4 separate regions of the Mus musculus genome follow, and all the other regions are linked to region 4. Evidence: chromatin contacts called from public promoter capture Hi-C data. All regions are on one chromosome and are shown on one strand. Each heading gives the region's core, a stretch centred on a gene start, on an enhancer-like site or on the middle of the called end of the contact. The rest is flanking DNA. Distances are from core to core; before and after follow the strand shown.

The links. Promoter capture Hi-C pulls out the DNA fragments that hold promoters and counts their contacts.
Region 1: a promoter capture Hi-C map of the HPC-7 cell line shows a contact between it and region 4. The contact joins the promoter of Ubqln5 here to the promoter of Olfr67 in region 4. A contact is called at or near these places in 5 of 39 promoter capture datasets (the HPC-7 cell line, embryonic stem cells, neural stem cells and 2 more).
Region 2: a contact with region 4 is called in a promoter capture Hi-C map of the HPC-7 cell line. The contact joins the promoter of Trim6 here to the promoter of Olfr67 in region 4. A contact is called at or near these places in 3 of 39 promoter capture datasets (the HPC-7 cell line, HPC-7-derived erythroid cells, hematopoietic stem and progenitor cells and 1 more).
Region 3: a promoter capture Hi-C map of the HPC-7 cell line shows a contact between it and region 4. The contact joins the promoter of Olfr649 here to the promoter of Olfr67 in region 4. A contact is called at or near these places in 10 of 39 promoter capture datasets (the 3T3-L1 cell line, the HPC-7 cell line, HPC-7-derived erythroid cells and 6 more), 2 of 15 datasets of contacts at CTCF or cohesin (large pre-B cells and pro-B cells), 9 of 484 Hi-C or Micro-C datasets (the HPC-7 cell line, LSK cells, Th1 cells and 4 more) and 1 of 115 datasets of contacts at active chromatin or transcription factors (bone marrow-derived dendritic cells).

What each region holds. Positions count from the first base shown.
Region 1 is chr7:104,127,778-104,131,257 of GRCm38.p6, forward strand. Ubqln5 (ubiquilin 5) reads right to left here and starts at 2,046. Exons shown (of 1, transcript NM_027634.1): 1 at 136-2,046. The coding sequence starts at 1,838. The coding sequence ends at 306.
Region 2 is chr7:104,217,011-104,220,523 of GRCm38.p6, forward strand. Trim6 (tripartite motif-containing 6) reads left to right here and starts at 1,785. Exons shown (of 8, transcript NM_001013616.2): 1 at 1,785-1,873.
Region 3 is chr7:104,188,047-104,191,621 of GRCm38.p6, forward strand. It overlaps Olfr649 (olfactory receptor 649), which reads right to left and starts at 2,159. Exons shown (of 1, transcript NM_147055.1): 1 at 1,221-2,159. The coding sequence starts at 2,159. The coding sequence ends at 1,221.
Region 4 is chr7:103,790,412-103,793,693 of GRCm38.p6, forward strand. Olfr67 (olfactory receptor 67) reads right to left here and starts at 1,419. Exons shown (of 2, transcript NM_013619.3): 1 at 1,350-1,419. RefSeq lists a silencer at 2,566-3,282.

The DNA.
Region 1 (3,480 bases), core at 796-3,295, 340 kb after region 4:
ATGTTTGAAACATGAAATTACCCTTGGGTTAGAGACATGAAAATAAGTATATCATGCTGTCAGAGCGATATACAAGTCCCTCCCCAAGTAAGACTATGCTGCCCACCCAATTCCAAATCTACAACACACAAGAGCCCCAAGCAATCTTCTTTAATGTAGAACAGGTTTGGGCAGTGAGAGAAGGGCTGTCCAAATATGCTCATAATTCGAGGAAGAGGAATTTCTAAAATAAGTGCCTTCCATCCCCTTCTCCCTTTTCCTTCCTCCCCACAGAATGGTGCAATCGTGGGCATCAAATGGAGAGACTAATCCTGCGGAGCCCCTAGAAGCATCTCAATGGCGGCGTGGATATCTCCATCTGTGGCTACAAGGGCCTGCAGGTTTGCATCACGGTTAGCAAAACCCAAGGCCTTCAGTTCCTCCAGTTCTTGCTGGTACCGACCTTCAGTAAAGAGGGATGTGGGCAGTGCAGTTTGGGAAGACTGGGAACAGGCTCTGGCCAAGGAATGGAAGAGCTGAAGAAAGGCCAAGGAGTGTTGTGTAGTATCTTCTCTATGGGCTTGTCTTCTACCCCTAGTTTCTTGGGCTCCTCTAGCCCCACGTGGTTTAGCTGAGTCCCGAAACAATGGTCCCAGCTCAGGCACCTCCCTGGATAGTATCTGTAGGCCTTCCTCTATCTGTAGCAATGCCTGCAGCGCTCGAGGGTTGGTGAGGATGGGGAGAAGTGGCAAGTGATGTAGTAGGGGACTGCCAGTTGCCAACTGATGTGCCAGAGATGGATTCTGCTGCAGGACAGTCAAGGCTAGGCGCAGAACACAGGGCGAGAGTCTCGGTTGACAGGTTAGAGGGACTTTCTCCAAGGGCTGCTGGCTTTCTTGGCAGGGGATATCTGAGCCTGAGTGTAAGTCTAGCATACCAGGTCGGCACCCTAAACTGGCCTGACTTGAAACTATGCCCTTGACCTGGCTAACTCCTCCTGTACTGACCTCTTGTGCCAAGGTCCTGACCAGAGGAGAAGTGGCTGGAATGGTGGTAGGATCAGAACTGCTGTGAGCATTGTTGGTTTCTCCCCTACACAGCTCTAAGGCTGAAATGTGGCCTTTAGAAGCCACCAATAAGGCCAGAGTGGAGAGCATGACCTGATGGATATCAGAGCAGCTGGGATGCATAGCGTTGTCACCCCCTGGCACGGCTTTCAGGGCCTCCAGCCTCTGCTTGTGTTCCTGGAGAACTTCCTGCGATTGCGCGGGCTTCTGAAGGGTTTCCGGAAATTTGAGAGCTGGGTCCCGTTTCTGTACCGTTTTTGAGGTTTCCGGAATGTGAACGCCATTGGCATGTTTCTCATTTGCCAGGCCTTGAATCAGAGGATCTTCCAAGAGTTGCACCACAGACTCTGGTGCCGCAGGCAGCAGTTGGACACGCTGGCTGAAGAAATCAGCTAGGTCAGGTGAGGTCCCGGCCAGCCGGCCAAGCTTGGCTGATGGTTCTGAGCGGTGGGTATACTGGCCTGTGGGGCCTACCAGAGTTCCTGTACAGGCTGACCCTTTCAAATGAGACCTCACTACCACATGGACTGTAGAGCCATCAAGAATGCCACGCTGGCTCAGTATGTCTTGATCCCGGAGGATCTTCCCAGTGAAGATGAGCACCAATCGGTCAGCGTTACAGTGAAGGTATTTGGAGATTTGCTTCTTAAAGCGGCGGACATTGCTATTTTCTGCCAGAAAAAACTCGTGGCAGTCCTGTGGGGTCTTGACAGACACTCTGATGATACGTGAGGATGGCTCCCTACCAGACACCAGCTGGCTGTCCCCTGCTTCTTCCCTAGCTCGTGCCATATTTCCTGAAGAAGAGGACGCAGGGTTACCTGAGGGCACAGTGGAGTACACACCTGCAGAAGCTTTGATGTGGCACTGAGCACACCCGGGTTAAGGGACCAGTAGGTGTTCGGTGATGTCCTTTCACCTACGTCCTGCAGGTCCCCCCTGCCAGTGTAGCCCTACAGCCACCTGGCTCCCATAGCGGGGGGCAGCTGCTTCTCTCTTTGGCAATCTTTAGGGGATATGGTGTCAGTGATGAGGTCACAGTTGAAAGGTACATCTGAATGGGGGCAGGACAGAAGTCTGCCACCTGCCTGAGGTTGGGTTTTCCTCATGATTTGGTTTAAGCACCAAATTGGGGGCGGGGCCGGACATGTCAGTGTCTAGAAACATATTTCACATACACTTCTTCAAATCCTAACACTAAGCTCAACAAATGATGATTGAGTAGGAAAGCAAGGTCTGAGAATTAGCTAAGGAAGCACTCATTCTGGTCTCTAATCCTCCACTAAATTACTGTATGTTCTCCATGGTCCTCAAGTCCCGTGTTCTACCTGAACACAATGAAGGTGGGTAATTAAAATGTGCAATCAGTTCACAGTTTCAATGGGATCCTTCTTTCCCAAGGTCCCAGATCCCAGGTAATCTGTTTCCATGGTTCTAATGCTAGTATATTCCAGACCTGATAGCAGAATTGCTTCAGAAAATAAACTGGGGGTTGGGGAAGGAGGGAGATGGGTGGTACTAGGGGGATTGTTATATGGCTTAAAAGGATTATTGCCTTCCCAGAGAGGACCTGAGTTCAGTTCCCAGCACCAATTTCAGGCCGCTCACAACCAGCAATAACTCCAGCTCCAAGGGATCCATGGCAGCGTCTGGTTTCTGAAGGCACCACCTATACATGTATCAGACATACACAAATAAGTACATATATGTAAAAAACAATTTTAAAAAGAACACTATAGTCTCAACTCAGAAGCTGGTGGCTGAGTTAAAAGAAATAACAGCAGCTCTTTGAATCTATATCTAAATGTGATTTAACTTCTATAAGACTGTGTGAGAGGCGACATGTTTCAGCTAGGGATGTGTTAGGTTTGTATCATTAGCAATAGCTCGCTCTCTCTCTCTCTCTCTCTCATACACACACACACACACACACACACACACACACACACACACACACACACACACACACCTTTTTTCCCTATCTCTAGAATTTCCAGTGACCACAAAACTCAGACAAGAATTTGGGCGACTAGTGCCACCTCAGGGGGAGCTGGCACGAGGTAAAATAGCCACCTAGGTCACGCTGTACCTGTACTATTTTATCAAATGTTCTTAAACTTTGCTATCTGTGAACCAGAATCTCCAGTACTAACCAATAGCAAGTCATAATAAGATGTAATTTCAGAGTCTGAAATAACTTCTCCCTCCCAGAAACTTGCACAGAGCACTGTAGAGGGCACTATAGCTTGCTGACAGATAGCCTTCCCAGACAGTGCCCAACCTCAGAAGAACTTCCATACAACTGTGGCTCCAAAAGCAATTTTAGTGATTTGCTTTGTATCGCCCCCAACATGGAAGTTGTTGGAGGGAAGAAAAGAAATGAGAAAAGCAATATAGTCAGGTTTGAGTGTTAAAATTAATATTAACAGTTTCT
Region 2 (3,513 bases), core at 535-3,034, 430 kb after region 4:
CAAGGCCAGCCTGGTCTACAAAGGCATTCTAGGGCAGCCAGGGCAGTTATACAAAGAAACCTTGTCCAAACAAACAAACCAAACAAACAAAGTTACAATTCTGAGAACTGATTTGGAATTTAAAGAGACAATCCAGAGAACCCCCAACCATGATACCAGCAGGCAAACTCAGGCTCCATAGCAATTTTGTGTAACAGAACAACCAAGTCTGGAGTAATCAAAGGAGTGTAAGAACACAGAAATCTTGAAGAACCACACATTCAGAGATCCTCTCATCCCACATTCCCTGTCTTTGAGATCTTACCAAATTCTTCCTCCATATGATGGTGCCACCTATTTGTGCTGTCTATAAATCTCTTTTAGGAGCTAATCCCATTGGCAGAGTGTTTGCCCGGACGCACAAAGCCTGGGTTCAATGCTCAACACTGGATCAGCTGGGGCAAGGGGATGCACGCTTGCAATACCGCCACCACCACAGAAGCAGAATCTGGACCATTCTCAGCTACACAGCAAGTTTGAAATCAGCCTGGGAGAAATATGCATGTCACATCACCCTGTCTCAAAACCAAATAAACCTTACCCTTGTATGTTAGACATTGAGCGTCCCATCTTCTCTGCTCTGTTTTTCTATGATTCTTAAGAATGCTTGCACCAGCCAGGCGTGGTGGCACACACCTTTAATCCTAGCACTTGGGAGGCAGAGGCAGGCGGATTTCTGAGTTTGAGGCCAGGCTGGTCTACAAAGTGAGTTCCAGGACAGCCAGGGCTACAGAGAAACCCTGTCTTGAAAAACCAGAAAAAAAAAAAAAAAAAAAAAGGAATGCTTGCACCATGTTTTCCCATCCTCACTCCAAACATCTATTCCTGACTTGACTTTTCATTTTGTGTTTTAAGTTTTTCGAGGCAAAAACACTCTGTAGCCCAGGCTGGTTTAAATTTATGAGTAATCCTCCTGCCTCAGTCTCCTAATGCTGAATTACAATTGTGAGTCAGCCCAGTTCACAGGCTCATGCAGGTAAGGCAAACAATTTACTGCTGAGCCACTTCCTACTCCACCCCCAGCTCCTCCCCAAAGTCTTTCCCCCTCCCCCCATCTTCTGAGATCAGTTGGGTTGTCAGTCTCCCAAACCAGGAAGTTTGGCATTCTTTTCTTTTCACAGTAGCCCTGCCTTTAATAACTTACAGTCTAGGGGTTAGAGAGGTGGCTCAGTGGTTAAGAGCACCGACTGCTTTTCCTGAGTAGTTCAGTTCAATTCCCAGCAATCACATGGTGGCTCACAACCATCTGTAATAGGAATTCGATGCCCTTTTCTGATGTGTCTGAAGACAGCAACAGTGTACTTATATACATAAAATAAATAAATAAATCTTAAAAACAAACAAACAAACAAAAAACCCAAAACCCTTACAGTCCAGTTCCAGTCCAGTTCAGTTTGCATATGTAAATGTATAAGTACTTCAGTATAAAAGTAGTCTTTTGGTTCCATGCGTTAAAATTAGAGATACACACAGGTAATTTAAAGTTGGCAGATTTTTGTAATCCATCAAATGCAGTCACCTTTTAATTGTATGGCTAGACCTTTTATTCTTTAGACATTTCAATATATTGATAGTGAGAACAGGTGTATTAAACACTTGCATACGGTAGAAAGCCTAAGTCTCTAATGATGATGTTCTTAAAGACTGTTCCATAGACTTGTCTAGGGCATCTTCGCATTTCTGACCCGGGGTTTGGTCCCAGCCAGCACAGGGGTCAGCCCCGCCTCCTCCGCCAGGCCCGCCCCTTTTTCCTGGAGTCCGGCTTTAGTACTGGAAGGAGCCGTCTCCTTGGCTGCAAGTCCTCGGCACTGATCCAGGCACGGATTCCAGATTGGTGAGCAAACCCATTTTCTGACCAGTCGTTGCTGTCCCACTGGTGTGTAGAGTCTGTGCTGCCTTACTATTTGTGTTGGGGCTCACGCGTGCAAGAAGAGTTGCGGGACTGCCTCTTTGAGTTTCCTTGAGTTTGGGAAGCATTGGAGAGGCATGTTCGCGGCTAGGAATAGGCAGTATTCCTATAGCCCTAAGCGGGAAACGGGCGTTGAACCTGGATTTTGGAGGCAAAGGCACACTGCTCTGGGAGATTCCCGTTCGGAGTCCCGAGTGGATTCAGAGGTCAACATCTCCTCCCCCAGCTCCAGGAAGTAGGTTTATTCCCCCCAACCCCCAACCCCCTCCCAAGCAGGCCCGGCTTCTTCCAGGAAGAGTTGGGAGATGAGCTACTCTACCTGCCCCGACCCGGTCTACACCGGCTGCAACCAGTCGGAGCTAGGAGCCCTAGGGCCTCTCCAGAGGAAGCCGAGGCAAGCTGGGCGGAGTTAGGAACAGACCCCAGCCAGGATTTCTGGCCCTCGGAATTAGGCTTCCGGACGTGCTCTGGAGAAGTTTGCCTACCGGGTACTCTTCATCTGCGGACCTTCTCTGGGGGTGCCTACCGCCCCGTTACTCTGCTGAGTCACTTCTGACGGAGGCAGGCCGAGACAGTGAGGTGATTTATTGTGAATAACTTGGCTGAGATAGGGAGCATTGAATTTATGTATTCTAAAAGTATGTATGTAAACTCAATTTTTTTTCAGATATATCCTTCTATAACCCAAGCTACCCTATCGCTAACCATCTTCTTGATTCCAACCCTCTTCTCTGGTGTTACGATTACAGGCCTGAGCTACCGACACAGCAAAGGGACATTTATTTTATCAGTCATTTGAGAAAAATAGGTGTTACAGCTAGTTATGTTGCGTGTGTTTCAGTACAGGACCTGAAAATTGGATGCCGTATGTCCCCAGTCTGTTTATTTAGCCTCTGAGCTTTAACATTAAAAAAAAAAATTTATTTATTATTATACATAAGTACAATGTAGCTGTCTTCAGACACACCAGAAGAGGGCATCAGATCTCATTACTGGTGGTTGTGAGCCACCATGTGCTTGCTGGGGTTTGAACTCAGGACCTTCGGAAGAGCAGTCAGTGCTCTTACCCACTGAGCCGTCTCCTTAACATTTTTTTAATATGTAGCGTGGACAGAGCAATACAATGGGTGGATTCTAGAGTTTTGGTGAACGTTTACTGGGGCAGAGGTCGAAAAACAGCAAACCACCGGGCATGGCAAATTCTCAAACAAGGTTATTATGGGCAAACTCTATGCCTAACTTTTAAAATATGCATTATCAAGCCAGTTTTGGAAATAATATGCTAAGAAGTTGGGGTGTGTGGCTCAGTTGGTACGGTGCTTGTACAAAGTCCTGGATTGGATCCTCAGCATCAAAGAAAGGTAGAAGAGCTGGGGTGATGCTCTAGGGTTCTTGGGGAGTGAGTGGGTGGGGTGGGGTGGGACAAGGTGTAAAATACCAGTACTTGTGGCGTGGAGGCAGGGGAGTCCAAAGTTTAAGGTCACCCTCAGCTACATAGTGAGTTGCTGACAAGGTTGGGCTGCTTATGAACATGTCTCAGAACAAAAAAACGTAAAGGGGTAATA
Region 3 (3,575 bases), core at 909-3,408, 400 kb after region 4:
TGGCCCTGTTCTTTCTTTGTCTTGGAGGAGTTCAAATGAAGTAAAATGTCTTAAAATAAAATCTCCAATAAATTCAATTACATGTATTGTATTGAGCAATTTGTTTAATTTGAGACCTTGTTACTATTTTTGATGGCTAGGCACATAAAATGTGTGTGTGTGTGTGTGTGTGTGTGTGTGTGTGTGTGTGTGTATTTCTAATCCTCTCCTAAGAAAAACATTTGCAATACTGATTAATGATTTCATTAAGATTTTCTATGAAATTACTTGATAAACATTGTCTATGCACCTGGTAGTTATCAGGACACATAACTAATGTTGTTTAGAAATAAATAATAACAACCATATTAAAATTCTAGAAACTTTAGCTGGAGAGACGGCTCAGCAGTTAAGGGAACTGACTGCTTTTCCAGAGGTCCTGAGTTCAATTTTCACCAACCACATGGTGGCTCACAACTATCTATAATAGGATCTGATTCCCTCTTCTGATGTGTCTGAAGAGAGCAGCAGTGTACTCACGTGCATTTAAATAAATAAATAAATCTTTAAAAACAAACAAACAAACTCTAGAAACTTGTGACATCATGATGTCTCAGCAAGTAAAGGTCATTGTCCCCAAGGTAGAAAACCTACCTTTGATCCTCAGAACCTACATAGTGGAAATAGAGGACTACCTTCCCTACAAGTTGTCCTCTGGCCTCCACATGAAAACTGTGTCATGCACGTGTCCGTATTGATATACACACACACACACATATACATGTATGCACACACAAATGAACAAATTTAATTTTCTTAATATAGAAATCTATAGGATCAGCAGTAAATTTTCTACCTTACTATGATGCATAAATACAGAATTAAGGTGTGTGTAAAAAAATAACTGATTTGTCACAAATATTTTAAGTGAAAACAGAACAGCAACTTCCATTGTTATCAATGAGTCTTTATTACCTTAGCACAGCCAAAAAGAATTGAAAGATTCTCCTTAAGATAAGTTGTTTATTTTCAGAAGCGAGATAAATACCTTTATCTTCTAAACTCTGAGCTTCTTTTCCTAAAACTAAAATGGTTGAGGAGGCTTCTGCATAAAATAACTAAGAAAGCAAAACCCCAATAGCTCCATGTGTCGTCTCCTGGAGGTCAGTGGTTGCTGGTTCAGCCTTTTACCTACTATACTTTATGAAATGGCCCAAGATCCAAGACTTCAGTCACTGAGATCATTTGGGGAAGAGCAGAAGAATGGCTTTGTCCCGGATCTGCTTGGTCTTCACTCCATAGACAATAGGGTTGAGTGCAGGTGGGATGATTACATACAGGTTGGCAAACATAATATGAAAAGTGCGGGGGACATTTCGCCCAAAGCGATGAGCAAGGATGGAGAAGAAGGCTGGTATATAGAACATGAGGATGACACAGACATGGGAACCGCAGGTGCTCAGGGCCTTCTGGCGTGCATCTCGGGAGGGAAGGCGAAAAACAGCACATAAAATGAGAGTGTAGGAGATGGCTATGAGGATCACATCTATAATCACTGTCATGATGGGGACACAAAACCCATACCAGATGTTGATGGAGATATCTGCACATGCCAGCCGGGCAACACCAATGTGTTCACAGTAGGTATGGGCAATGATGTGTGTCCTGCAGAAGGGTAGGCGATTCACAAGGAAAACACATGGCACAAAAACACAGAAACTTCGGAAAGAGATTCCCACAGCAATTTTGACAATGGTTTTGGGTGTGAGAATAGTGGTATACCTCAAGGGTGAACAGATGGCCACATAGCGGTCAAATGCCATGGCCAATAAGATAGCTGAGTCCAAGACAAAGCTGTAGTGTAAAAAGAATAACTGAGTCAGACATCCAGGAAAACTGATTTCCTGAGGACCAAACCAAAAGATGCTAAGGGTCTTGGGGACACAGGTGGTAGACAATATGAGGTCAGTCATGGCCAACATGGAAAGGAAGAAGAACATGGGGGAATGAAGACTGTGTTCCACTGCAATAAGGTAGAGAAGGATGCTGTTGCCCAGGATGGCCACGAGATAGATAAAGCAGAAAGGGATACTGATCCAGACATGGTACTGCTCAAGTCCAGGGATGCCCGAGAGAGTGAAGGGGCCAGTGTTGTAGCTACTCACGTTGTGCATAACCATTGAGATCTGAAGAATAATTAGTTCTTCTGTCCTAAAATCAAGCGTGTATGGTGAGCATGAGCAATTGTGCACTCACTCTTTCTCCACAAACTCTTTGGGAGCAGTTCTGTTTTCTATATTTGAAAAAGAAAATCCGATTACCATTAAGAGCAATACTCATGGGCAGGAGAGATGGCTCAGTGGTTAAGAGCACTGGCCTCTCTTCCAGGGGACTTATGTTCGATTTCTGACACTTATTTTGTGGATATGGTGGCTCACAGTCACCTGCTAAATCCAGTCCCACATCCTGATCTAAGCAGGCAACAGGCACACACATAATAAATACACATATATACATTCAGGCAAAACACTCACATACAAAGTAAATAAATAAACAAACAAATTCCCCTCCACCCCAAAGAGAGTCATGGTCATGACTTTAACAAAGAGCTATCAGACCCCTGGTGTTAATTCCCACATTTCAATAGAAACCAAATCAAGAGAAATAACTTGTCCAGTTTATAAAATGCTAATCCTATTTAAATGACCATGTTTTCCCTGAGTCTATATAATTCATCACTGCATGGATATGTATAGGGAAAAGTATTCTAACTGCCTTCAGGAATAGGATTACACTAAAGAGAATGTCCCACTATCGGGAACATGAAGTAATTTAACAATTTTGGATGCCTACTTTACTCCAACATGTCTAATGTGTTATCTCATTTAGAAACCCTTCGTTAAAAATGAATTTTGTCTCCAGATGGTGGTGGCGCATTCCGTTGACCCCAGCACTCTGAAGGCGAAGGCAGGCAGATAATCTGTAATTTTGAGGCCAGTCTGGTCTACAGAGTTCCAGGACAGCCAAGGATACACAGTTATACCTTGTTTGGGGGAGGTGGGGGGAAGGATTTGTTTCTTTTTCTTTTGTTTTGTTTTGAGAAACTCAAGTCATCCCTCTGGCCAAGGAGCCAAATCACTAGATTCCATGACCAGTATTCTTTCATGGGGTCACCCTTTACCTGGTGGTACATGCAGATCTTGTGAAATGGCAAGGATTCACAAGAGATTTTAAGATGTAAAAGGAACAGTCCTAAGCGGAACCCAGATCTGTCAAAACACCAACCCACCCCAGTTTCGGTCACTGTCCTCCTTGGAACCTGCAGAAACAAGCTCTCTGAGACAGGACTGCCTGATGCCGCCTCGTGAAGTAGATATGAAGCTGAGCCTCCAATCTACCTTAAGGATGAAGGAGAAAACGCTTAAGAGTTGGAGAAGACTGAGTCTTTGTATTTTCTAAATATAATGCTGGAAGGACCTCTAGTGGGTGAACACAGAATTTTTTTATTCTAAATGCTGAGTTGAAGCAATACCCGCCCCGCCCCCCCAATACTCAGATTTGTTTTGAGAATTTTCAGCATTCGACAATTGAAAAAT
Region 4 (3,282 bases), core at 169-2,668:
TTGTGTCCTGTCCACTATAATTAAGCGTCCTAACTGTGCACCAAGGCACTGTATTGTCGCCACCTTTCTTTGTTACTATATGCAAAGTTACCTCCTTTATCTGATTGAAATATTAGGCACTTCTTATTTAATTACAGTTAAATATATAAGGCAGTGTCTGCCTATATGACTTTAGCATAAATTGGCATGAAGCTCTTTACAAACAATGGACATTTATGGATCTGCCCCCTTCACATAAACCAACCAGTGAATGGGACTTAGCTGGGAAGTAGAACAATCTCCATGGGGGGAGGGGAAATCATGGTGTAAAGATGTAAGGGAGGCAAACAGATCCTTCAGATTTTCCCTGTTGGTGGGAAGCTTTAGCCATCACTAATCTTTTATTTTATTTGTCTTGCACTGTGGGATTAAGATTTGGAATTAATTAAAATGTTGGTCTGTGCTCTTTGTAAAATGCACTATGACTGTATTGATTGCACAGTCCAGCTGAACCTGCACACAGTTGGACCTGAGCACTATCCACTAAGATGTACTTGGCTGTGTGCAGAGACTGTTACTTACTTGAATTTTAGTTCTCTTGCTGATAAATTACCTAAAAATTTAGCACCATTGTAAACCCATTCTCTTGTTAGGACTTCAGGATAATAACTACAAAAATCACATAAATCTCTATTTATTGCAGCAACAAATGACATAAGAGCACACATAAAATTACCAACATTAATAATAAAATCAATGTTAATTTAAACAATTGTTAACTTTCTGGGCTTCAGATTAAATCTGTTTATAACATAATCCTCAAACCAAGACACATTATCTTACCCTGGCTATAACAATCAATAGTCTAAAAATATCAATTGTGTTTATAATAGTCAGTGAAGGAGGCATCGCTTTAAATTAGACGGTCGTTCCTACCAATATAAGACCATCATCACTTTTCAGAGTTAACATCTCCAAGTCTCCGTTTTTTAAATACACATCAGGACTGGTACCTGATGTTATAAGGCTCTATATATTTATGAACATGTTCTTGAATTCATTCTTGAATATATAAGGTTTGTCTTTATTAAAATGTTTAAACAACTAAGCTTTATTTTAACCACTGGAAATTTATCACACCTATATTCAAATCCTGGTAGAAAAATAAGAGACTATTGTATAAATACAATATAAATATGGAAACATTGTGACTGATGACTAAATCTCTCAAAATAGAACTACACCACCATTGCAGATCAACTTGACTAAGTTAGGTGTTGTACTCTTATGGGTCAGAACTGCAGAAAACATGACTTAAGTTTCTTCTGTCATCTGCTTCAAGCTTCCTTTGAACATAACTTTGCACTTACTTGTTTCTGTTTAAAATCTGAAGACATTTAACAGGAGAAAGAGTAAAAGCAAGGAGATTCTATGAGCCTAAACAACAAATCTGGATCATTTATTTATACCTCGTTTTAGACATCTCTTGGGCCCTAGACGTTTAGCCCAAGAGCATTGAGTTGTATCATAGAAGAAATGTCCAGTACTGGCTCCTCTCTTGAGAACTTTCCTCCTCCTCCTCCACAGTCTGAGAAACATTTCTTCTGGTTAGCATTTCCAGACAGTAAAATTGATACATATTCCAGTTTTTTTTTTTTTTTTTTTTTTTTTGCATGTCAGAGATTTGTACTAGCACAATCGTATCCTGTTCCCTGGAGGGATCTACTGTAACAGGTTCTAAATACCATTTAGGGAGGAAGTGCTGAATGAGTTTTTGAAGCCACTATAATGAGTTCCTTTTTTTAAAATCACATGTTCCTTCAAATCTTAAGTCTCTTTGTCTTTCCTTCTGTTCCCTAGGTTACATGACAGAATTATTCAGGATTAGAAGGGTCCAAAGATGCAAAAAGATGACATAGAAATCTCTTTTGACTTTTGAGTAACATTTTTTTATTATTTTAGCTTCTTATTATTTAGTTAATTAACAATTAATTAAGATATTAATTTTTGTTTTTGTAAAGTGTGTCTGTATGTGACTATATGTTGCATGGAGGTAAGAGGCATCAGGTTCCCCTGAACCAGGAGTTAAAGGTTATTATGAGCTTCTATTTTGTTTTGTTTTTCAATTTTTTATTAGATATTTTCTTCATTTACATTTCAAGTGCTATCCTGAAAGTTCCCTATACCCTCCCCCGACCCTGCTCCCCTACCCACCCACTCTCACTTCTTGGCCCTGGCTTTCCCCTGTACTGGGGCATATAAAGTTTTCAAGACCGAGGGGACTCTCTTTCCAATGATGGCCAAATAGGCCATCTTCTGCTACATATGCAGCTAGAGACAGGAGCTCTGGGGTACTGGTTAGTTCATATTGTTGTTCGACCTATAGGGTTATTATAAGGCTAATGTGGATGTTGGGAACTAAACCCCAGGCATCTCTTTAGCCCAATTACCTAGCTTTCTTATAAAGCCCAGGATTACCTGCTTAAAGATGGGTCCTCAGTGTGCAGGGCTCTCCTTCATCAGTTAACCATCAAGGCAATCTTCCAGAGCAATGCACACAGGCCAATCTCATCTAGTCCATTTCTCAATTGAGATTATCTTCTAGGATTACTCTAGGCAGCCTCAGGTTGTCAACTAAAGCTAACTGGGATAAACTGTATCACCACCTTTTTAAGGTCATTTCTCTAATGATCCTGTTGCATACCAGTAGGGGGCAGAAGTGTTCCGCTGATTTCCGCCCTCCTCCCCACCCCCCCACCCCCCTTATTCAAAGATGCATGAAACAAGCCTACTTCTAAAAGTGATCAGGTCAACTAGGGTTTTGGCAGCGCTGAAAATATAGATAAGAACCTCCTACAAACTATGTGGTAATACCAGACAGCACAGTTAACCACAAACTTAGGAACCTTGCTATCAATGCACATGAATAGTATGCCTACTCATTTTTTAATGCTCTCTTTTTTACTCATAGTTTCTCCATTAATTTATTCACTGCATATTTCATAACATATGCATAAAGAATATCCTAACCTTAACTTTTCTTAAATTCTAAATCTAAATCTAATTTTAAATTCTAAATCTTAAATTTTCTATTTAATATTATTTTCTAGTTTAATATTTTAATTATTATTTAATACTATATTTAAATTATTTCATATTTTATAATACATAGCAACATAATAAAGTATACATGAATAGTTCACCTATTTAATTGTGGCCTTCTAAGGTTTCTGAGTAGCTGCCACCAAAATTTCAACTATTTAATTGATATAAGACAAAAATAGTCACTTTCAAGTGAGTTTT